2 separate regions of the Capra hircus genome follow, and region 2 is linked to region 1. A link is a contact called in public Hi-C data. All regions are on one chromosome and are shown on one strand. Each heading gives the region's core, a stretch centred on a gene start, on an enhancer-like site or on the middle of the called end of the contact. The rest is flanking DNA. Distances are from core to core; before and after follow the strand shown.

Evidence for each region. A called contact is a pair of places that touch in the nucleus more often than the background predicts.
Region 2: a Hi-C map of blood shows a contact between it and region 1, with 2.2 times the contacts expected there. The contact joins two enhancer-like sites. A contact is called at or near these places in 2 of 5 Hi-C or Micro-C datasets (blood and liver).

Annotation. Positions count from the first base shown.
Region 1 is chr24:37,538,301-37,542,410 of ARS1.2, forward strand. It overlaps LPIN2 (phosphatidate phosphatase LPIN2), which reads right to left. Exons shown (of 20, transcript XM_005697070.2): 3 at 2,536-2,631; 4 at 502-800. Among named protein-coding and RNA genes, the nearest start is that of LPIN2, 72 kb to the right of the region's middle. Within about 2 kb of position 2,376, at least 1 of the 5 cell types and tissues checked has an H3K27ac peak or open chromatin away from gene starts, as enhancers often do.
Region 2 is chr24:37,581,523-37,585,632 of ARS1.2, forward strand. The region is part of intron 1 of LPIN2 (phosphatidate phosphatase LPIN2); the gene reads right to left. Among named protein-coding and RNA genes, the nearest start is that of LPIN2, 29 kb to the right of the region's middle. Within about 2 kb of position 2,284, at least 3 of the 5 cell types and tissues checked have an H3K27ac peak or open chromatin away from gene starts, as enhancers often do.

The sequences.
Region 1 (4,110 bases), core at 1,126-3,625:
CTTGGGGTCAGTCAGTCCGTCTCAGTGTGACTATTGATCAAGTTTGCTTCTGGAAACGGACACGTCCCATAAAAGACCCGTCTCAACAGGGCAGAAGGGGGCTGGCCAGTGTCTGTTTCGTGCAGCAGAATGAAGAGGAGGGGAAGGAGGCATGGAGACCCTCGTCCCTGCAGACTGACACGCGCGTCCTCTGAGGCCACAGACGGTCAGGAGGGGAGCAGCGGCCTCCAGCCCCTGCACCCAGCTCCCATACGGACCCTGCAAGCCTGTCTGCCCTGGAGGATGGAAAGCAGAGACGCCTTTCTGACAGTGTGACTGTAGTCCTACACTGTGGTCTCTGCTGGGTGTCGTAAGCATCTCCATTGCACATCTGCCCTGGAGACGGTACACAGCATCACCCACATGAAAACCCTCCTCCTTCCCAGAGCCACCTGTGTCCAGGGCATGGTTTTCAGGGCACACACACACCTGCACATCTTTCCTTCTGTCCCTCCTGCCTACCTTGCCTGGGCCCCCTTGTCATCGTCGGAGCTCAGGTCCACACCCGTGGCGTCCCCAGCAGGGGGTGACACGGCCTGGTCCTCCTTCTTGCTGTCCTGTTTGCATTTCTTCCTCCTTCGTTTTTTCTTTTTCACAGAACTAGGGGTGAAGACTGTCTCTGCTTCCAGGATGTGGGCAACGTCCGAACTCTGAGAAGGTCTTTCATTTCCACCTGGTTTCACCAAAGGGCTGTCGATGTCTGTAAAGAATTGATCTTCAGTAGGGATTGGTGACGTGGCCAGGTAAGCAGGGAGCTTCTCCTTAAAGAGAACACGAGAAAGAGAAGTTTGACAAACCCTATGGTGAATCAAAACAGCAGTGATTCTGGCTGACCTCACAGTGGTACAAAGAACACCTACCTAGCTCTCAAAGGTGAGCAAGTCACACTGACCACCACCTGCATAGGTCTCCACCCCCCTGCACAGCTGAGCCCTAGCTCGTGTGGGTCCACGTGGCTGAACATAGTGGAGGAGGGACGTGCCGGGTCAGCACAGGGCACGTGGAAGCTCAGCCAGAATAGATTCACTGTTGGGGGAGGGGGGCGGGCGGGTGAGCTGAATCAGCATAAGAAAGGTTCGAGAAACGCACGTCCATACCATGGGCTATCATGCAGTGATGGAAAGGACAGTGCTTGGTCTAGACCTTCTGACTCGGGGGTGGGGTGGGGGTTGCTGACAACAACAGTGGGGGAAACAAAAGGTCAGTAAGTGGAAGCCAGAGGGATCCTGGTAATGTTTATCCCTCTTTATACCAGGAGCCGTTGGAAAGCGGGGCTTCTCTTCACAGTCTGTGTGGACAGCAGTGATTCTAGTGTTGTTGGATGAATTGCAATTTGTAATTTTTAAAGAAAAGCACATTATGCTAAAGAAAATCTGACCAATTGGGTCATATGCAGAATAGGAAAAAAGGCTGGAAAGCTGACACTTCACTGAGCAGTTCCGAATGGAATCACGAGAAGTGACGGGTGAAGCAGGGAACAGATTCAGTGCCCAACCCTCTCACTGCCAGATTTACAGGGAGCCTCATCAGCGTGGCAGGCTACATCAGAGATGTTCACTCTCGTGATAACTCACTGCTTCTTTCTGCCTTTCGCCTGTGTCTGATAGGGAAATTTTTTCTCCAGGGCAAAGTAAATGCAAATAAGACAACATGAGAACAAGTAATTAAGATACGAGGAGAAACACCGGTCTGGTAGGTTCCCCTTCATAATCACTGGTTCCTGCTGCCTTCCATACCAGTACTGACGTTGCCAGCCCCGAGTGAACAATGATGAACAATCTCATTCCACTGTTGGTTTCCTTTGGGAATTTATGGCATCAAACTAGCAGTTCATCTTCACAAACAAAAAAAAGTAGCTCTCTGTCTTTAATAATTTGAAGCTATTGTTTTTGCTCTGAGATTTTATTCTCCACAATGAAAGATTTAATGATGCCCCCTAAGAAGTTGTAAGAAGATCCACCTTAAATCAATCAGGAGCAGCTTAGACACATTCACATCAGTGGATACACAGGGAAGGGGGTCAGTTGTGCTCTCGCCAAAAGAGGCCAAACACGCAACAATCACACATACAGGGCAGAGGCCAATTAGTCACCTCTCCCCAGATCATAATAAACTAATGCACCTCACTATCAAGGACCGGGATGTCATGTCCCCAGCGGAAACCTCAAACGTGTTCCCAAGCTCAAAGGTCACGTGTCCACATGCAGACGCAGCCTGCTGTGCCTCTGTGATGACTCAGGTGGAGCTGAGCATGCTCAGACCAAGGTGTGAACTGTGCAGGCACCACCTGAGAAAGTCACCAGACGCTCACAGTGGGGGCCAGGCCAGGGCCTTCGCACGTGGGCAGCCTGGACCTCAGGGGTGGGGGTGGGGGGAGTTCCTCCTGCTCCAGCTCCCTTCTGACAGCCCAGTTCTTCAACCCAAAGTGAAAGCTCATCTGGCCAGCAGCGACCATCCACGAGTGTGCGGCGAGCGTGGCCCGCCCCCAGGACTTACATACTCCTCTTCCGTTTCCTCTACAAAGAAAGCTTCCCCGTTGTCGCCCAGCTTCATGTGGAGATCCACAGCGTCGCCATTGATCTCTATGTCAATCTAGGAGCAGACACAGTGAGGCTGAGCAGTAAGCGTCCATCCTCCCAGCTCAACAAAGCCCAGACTCCAGGCTCTCAGGAGAGCTTAGTCCTGAGGCTCCCAGAGAGACCCTCCACTCCCTGCCCCACCCCACCCCCCTCCCCACGTCCCACCCCGACGACACCACAGACGGAGAGAAAAGGCTTGATCACCTATTTTCATAACAAATTTAAAAAGTTTATTTTCCCAAATGTCATAAGGTGGGGGAAGTCCCACTGTCAGCACACACTTGAGCCCCTCTGGAGGTCCCCATTTTTTTCTGGAAGGGAAGCTATCACCAACCTAGACAGCGTATTAAAAAGTAGAGGCATTACTTTGCTGACAAAGGTCCATCTAGTTTCTTCAGTTTTTCCGGGAGTCATGTATGCATGTGAGAGCTGGACTATAAAGAAAGCTGAGCGCCAAAGAATTGATGCGTTTGAACTGTGGTGTTGGAGAAGACTCTTGAGAGTCCCTTGGACTACAAGGAGATCAGGAAATCAGTCCTGAATATTCACTGGAAGGAATGATGCTGACGCTGAAACTCCAGTACTGTGGCCACCTGATGTGAAGAACTGACTCACTGGAAAAGACCCTGATGCTGGGAAAGATTGAGGGCAGGAGGAGAAGGGGACGACAGAGGATGAGATGGTTGGATGGCATCACCAATTCAATGGACATGAGTCTGCATAAGCTCCAGGACTTGGTGATGGACAGGGAAGCCTGGCGTGCTACAGTGTATGGGGTTGCAAAGAGCTGAATACGACGGAGCGACTGACCTGAACTGGAGGTCACAGCACTGCCAGGCCTCCCGTGAGAGACTTGGGTCAGCATGAACCTCAGCTCCCACACTGTGCTGACCATGTGACTACAGGAAGCACACACTTCACCACCAGCCCCTCCGCCCACAGTCACCCACAGGGAGTAGCTTGAGGCCCGCCTCGGATACTGAAATCCATACACGCCCAAGTCCCTTACAGAGCAAAGGGCGCCATCCTTGCACAGAACCCACTCATACCTTCCCATGTACTCTAAGTCATCTCTAGACTACTTCTAATACGTACCACAACATAAATGCTATGCAAACACTTGCCAGTGCATAGCAAATGAAGTTTTGCTTTGGGGAACTTTCTGGAAAAATTTTTCCAAATTATTTTTGATCTATGATTGGTTGAAACCTTGGATGCAGAACCCACGGATACAGAGGGGCGACCGCACAGAAACAGCAGAGGCCCGTCATGACCACAGGCTCATCACGCTGCTTCTTCAAAGCCTGTCAGTGGCCAGTCCCAGCACATCTGTCCCTCAGTTCAGCCACAGGCGGCGAAGCGTGCGGCTGTGCTTCCTCCTGGTCTCCCAGTGACAAACCCAGCTGACACCTTATAAAATGGACAACGGAAAGAGGACACTGGCCAGAACCAAAGTGCAGCTAAAGAAACAAACAGTACCAGTGCTGGGGGA
Region 2 (4,110 bases), core at 1,034-3,533, 43 kb after region 1:
CCCTATTCTTAAGTAGAGGAAGATCTGCATTGAAAAGAGCTGGGTCACTCAGGAGCCTAACAGATGATATCAGGCTGGGACCCCTGACGCCAAGGAGCCCACTACTCACTGAGGGACACAGCAAAGTCAACAAGTGACCTACGACTTAACTCCCACTCAGTCAACAGCTCTTCTTAGCTCTCACTTTAGCTTCCCAAACCATTTCCCGCTCCGTAAGGCCCACCCAAGAGCGGTCTACCCTGCAGCCTATTTGTGCAAATAGTATGTGAGTCTTGACTCAGAAATTCCAGCCCCAAAGAGCCAAACTAGGGCTGACCTGGGTCAGAAGAGCCCGAGAAGTGTAGGCAGAGGTCTTCAGGGAGAAAGGCTAGATCCAACTCCTCCCAGACCTGCACGCCCCACCCCCCGCCCTGCACCCTGCCCACCCTAGACTGGCCTCCCCAAGCAACGGGAAGACATCTTCCCCACATATCCCCTTCTTCCAAGTTTTGGTGTAAAACCACTTAGTCACCCTGACACATGACCTAACCATTTAATGTGAATGCTCTCCTTTAATCACTACTGAGGGGTAGAAAATAAGCCAATCCTATTTTTGTACCACTGTCCAGCACGGTATTAATTTTTTCTTCTTTAAATTTAGGTGTCACACAGGATAAAAGCCAATGTCACTACTATGCAGTCGCAACTCTCAAACAGCACAAAAGTAGCTGTGGTTCATTTCTCTCACTTGCCTCATCCACCAGGTTTGCTCTGAATGACTTCTGGTTCTTTTCGTAAACCTAACCTACCTTGAGGAGAAGGCAATGGCACCCCAATCCAGTACTCTTGCCTGGAAAATCCCATGGACGGAGGAGCCTGGTAGGCTGCAGTCCATGGGGTCGCGAAGAGTCAGACGTGACCGAGCAACTTCACTTTCACGCACTGGAGAAGGAAATGGCAACCCACCCCAGTGTTCCTGCCTGGAGAATCCCAGGGACGGGGGAGCCTGGTGGGCTGCGGTCTATGGGGTCGCACAGAGTCGGGCACGACTGAAGCGACTTAGCAGTAGCAGTAGCACCAACCTACCTTGAAGGGTAAAGATCTTCCACCATTGAGCATGAAGAGATGTATTTCAAGACTGAAAGCAATTTCAAAAGGATGAAGTGTTCCCAAACGTGTGAGAATGACAGCGTCACTGACATGCAGATACTGCCCCTGACTGCATGGGCTCTTCCTCACATTCCTTCACAGACGCACTGCTTGCAGGAGTATGAGCAGATTCTGTATCAGCCATTTGTAATGGAGTGCAAAATTAAGCACTTGAGGTAATTAGAGCTTATGGGTAAACTTTAGATCTTATTAATAACATATGCACCTGTTACTTAAACGTCAGCGTTTTTCATTATGAATAATGTGCACCAATGATCACCATCCACCAGTCCCACCTCGGTGGGCACTGGGGGCTGCTCTCATCCCAGGACAGTATGTACGTACATATCTATGCAGCAAGTTTCTCACACACACACACACACACACCCTCTCCCAGAACAGAACCACATTCCACCTCCCCACCCCACCATCTGGTTTCACAGAGACCTTGCCACAGGCATCAAGTTCCATACATTTTCCAGGAACACCAAAGCTGACTGTAAACCACTGCATGAGAGGTGACGGTTTCAACACTTCACGAATATGCACAGTTCATTTCTGAGGCTTGTATTTCTCTAACTTAAATTGAAAGGAGTATTAGGGAGGTTAAAGCTACAGCCTTGGCCATCATCAGAATGCCAAGCCCTTGTGTGGGAATGGATCTCACCTGGTTTCAGAGAGCCGCGATGCGTTCCAGTGCCACAATCCTAGTTAGAAGGTGACTTCTGCCGCATAAACAGTTAGACCAGCCTCTCTCACTGCCTCAATCACCTTTCAGTGACTCCTGCAGTGGAGAGGAGGGTTTTCCTCATGACTTGCAGCACAACAATTAAACAAACAAGAAAAAAAACAAGCACCAACCCATCAGCTTAGTTAACTGATGTCATGACTGTGGCCAGGAGGCCTCAGCTCCTATAACACAGACAGCCGCAGGTCCCCTGCGTTTCACTCTCAGGAATGCAGCCCCCAGGGATCTCAGAGGGAAGTCTCTCAGAACAGGAAGCACAAATTCACCACTTCCTCCTCTTCTTTTTGGAACCACCTGGGGACTGTAAGACAGCACGTGGCGATCAGGAGGCTGGGAGGCAGGGCCGTGGACTCCCAGGCAACCACCCAGCTCCGGCATCCCAGGCTGCAGCTGCAGAAGGCCCGGGGAAACCTGGAAGGGCCTTCCAGCTAGGCCAGTGCAAACACGACTCAAATTTCACGTCCTATTTGACTGTGCACTGTGCCTACCAGGGCCCCGGGGGAGTTTTCAGACATGTCAGGAGGGGCCATCCCTCTCAGGGCTCTGGATGGACCAAGAGAGCAGCTGCGGCCAGCGCCCCCTCCTCCCCCGGCCCGCCCTGGGGAACACAAGCTCCTTCAGAGAGAGAGAGGAGGATTCCCAAGAGCAACAGCGGGTCAGTGAAGCAGCGTTTGTAATGTTGGAAAACAAAGCCTGTTTGCCATATTCATCTGTTTAAAAGCAGCATATACTTGGACGTGCTGTTCAATGTTCGATTCTGAGGTGGGATCAAGCAGTGAACTTGGGGGACCAGGCACTCGCCCACACAGCACTTACACTGTAACGCTAAGGAGAGAGAGAGGCAAAGACAAAGACAACGCTAGACCGGGATAACTACTACGAAGGAGGTCAAAGGGTGCAGGGAGGAAGGAGTGGAGCGGGTGGCTTTAGGTGAAAGCCACACCTGAGAGACAAACAGCACAGCTAACCCGGGAGAGGGAGCACAGGTCTGCAGCCTCCTAACGTGCAGGGACGGACTTCGATCTACTCTCACAGGGCTCTGCGGCTGCTCTTCCTTTAGGCATTCTGCCAACCTTCAAACTACTGCGGAATCAAGGCCAGAGTCAAAAATAAGGTGACTCAGATGCTAAGTTATAAAACATTCAGGAAACCAGTGGAAATTTTAGCAGTCACAGACTCTGAACAAAAATCTCCAAGTGCAATCAAAAAATTGCTTCCTGAGAGTGGTTTTCTGATCTTCAGTGAAGACAGATGTGACTAAAAGCATCTTTTAAGAGGTTACAATAAAGAGGACACGCTGTTGACACAGAAGGTGTTACCTGATCAGCATTCCCTCTTGACACTTGTTCTTCTGGGCTGAACTGTGGCCTAGGGTAAGTCGGTGTTCGAACCCTCAACACATCACAACGCCACCTTATCTGGAAGCGGGATCTTTACAGAGGTTAACTGAGCTGAAATGCGGTTGTCAGGACAGGCCCTCAACGAATGACTGGCTCCCTTATGCAAAGGGGAGCCCTGGACATAGACAGACACACACAGACACGCACACCAGGGGAGAAGGCCGTGGGAACCTGAGGAAGAGATCACGGTGCCCTCATGGTGCCCGCCCACAAGAAACGCCGAGGCTGGTGCCTGACCAAGAGAGGCGGCCCTGGAGGACCCAGTCCTGCTGACACCGCGACCTCGGACCCGCGGCCTCCAGAGCTTTGAGATCGCACGCTTCTGGGCTTAAGTCCTCATTCGTGGCACTTTGTGATGGCAGCCCTAGCAAAGGAATCCACTCACCAGGTCAACAGGAAGAAACACAAGGGCAGTAACTGGCAAGCACAAAAAGCGTGGTTAGAGGAAGTGGAAGACGTCGTGCTTTTGAAAGATGAAAGAAGGATGCAGGAAAAAAAAAACAAGGAGGATCACACAGTCAGAAAGCGCTCATAAGTCCTCCTTGGTGGAGAGACGTCAGAAACCACGACAACTCTCAAGAAAATTTCCAAGTCAAAACCATGATTTTCCAAACTGAATGTTCCCACGGGTGCCTGCAGACAGGAGGGGCAGCACCCGCCTCCCGGCTCCAAGGGAGGCGGTCGACGGGAGGGGCCCTTGGCTTCCAGCAGCCCTTCCTGCATCTGCCCACCGGGAGGGCAGGCCCGAGGCAGGCAAGGGTCACAGGGACCCAGGCGAGGGGTCCGGAGCTCTGTCGGAAGCTGGGGGCCTGACACACACGCCAACACAACAAC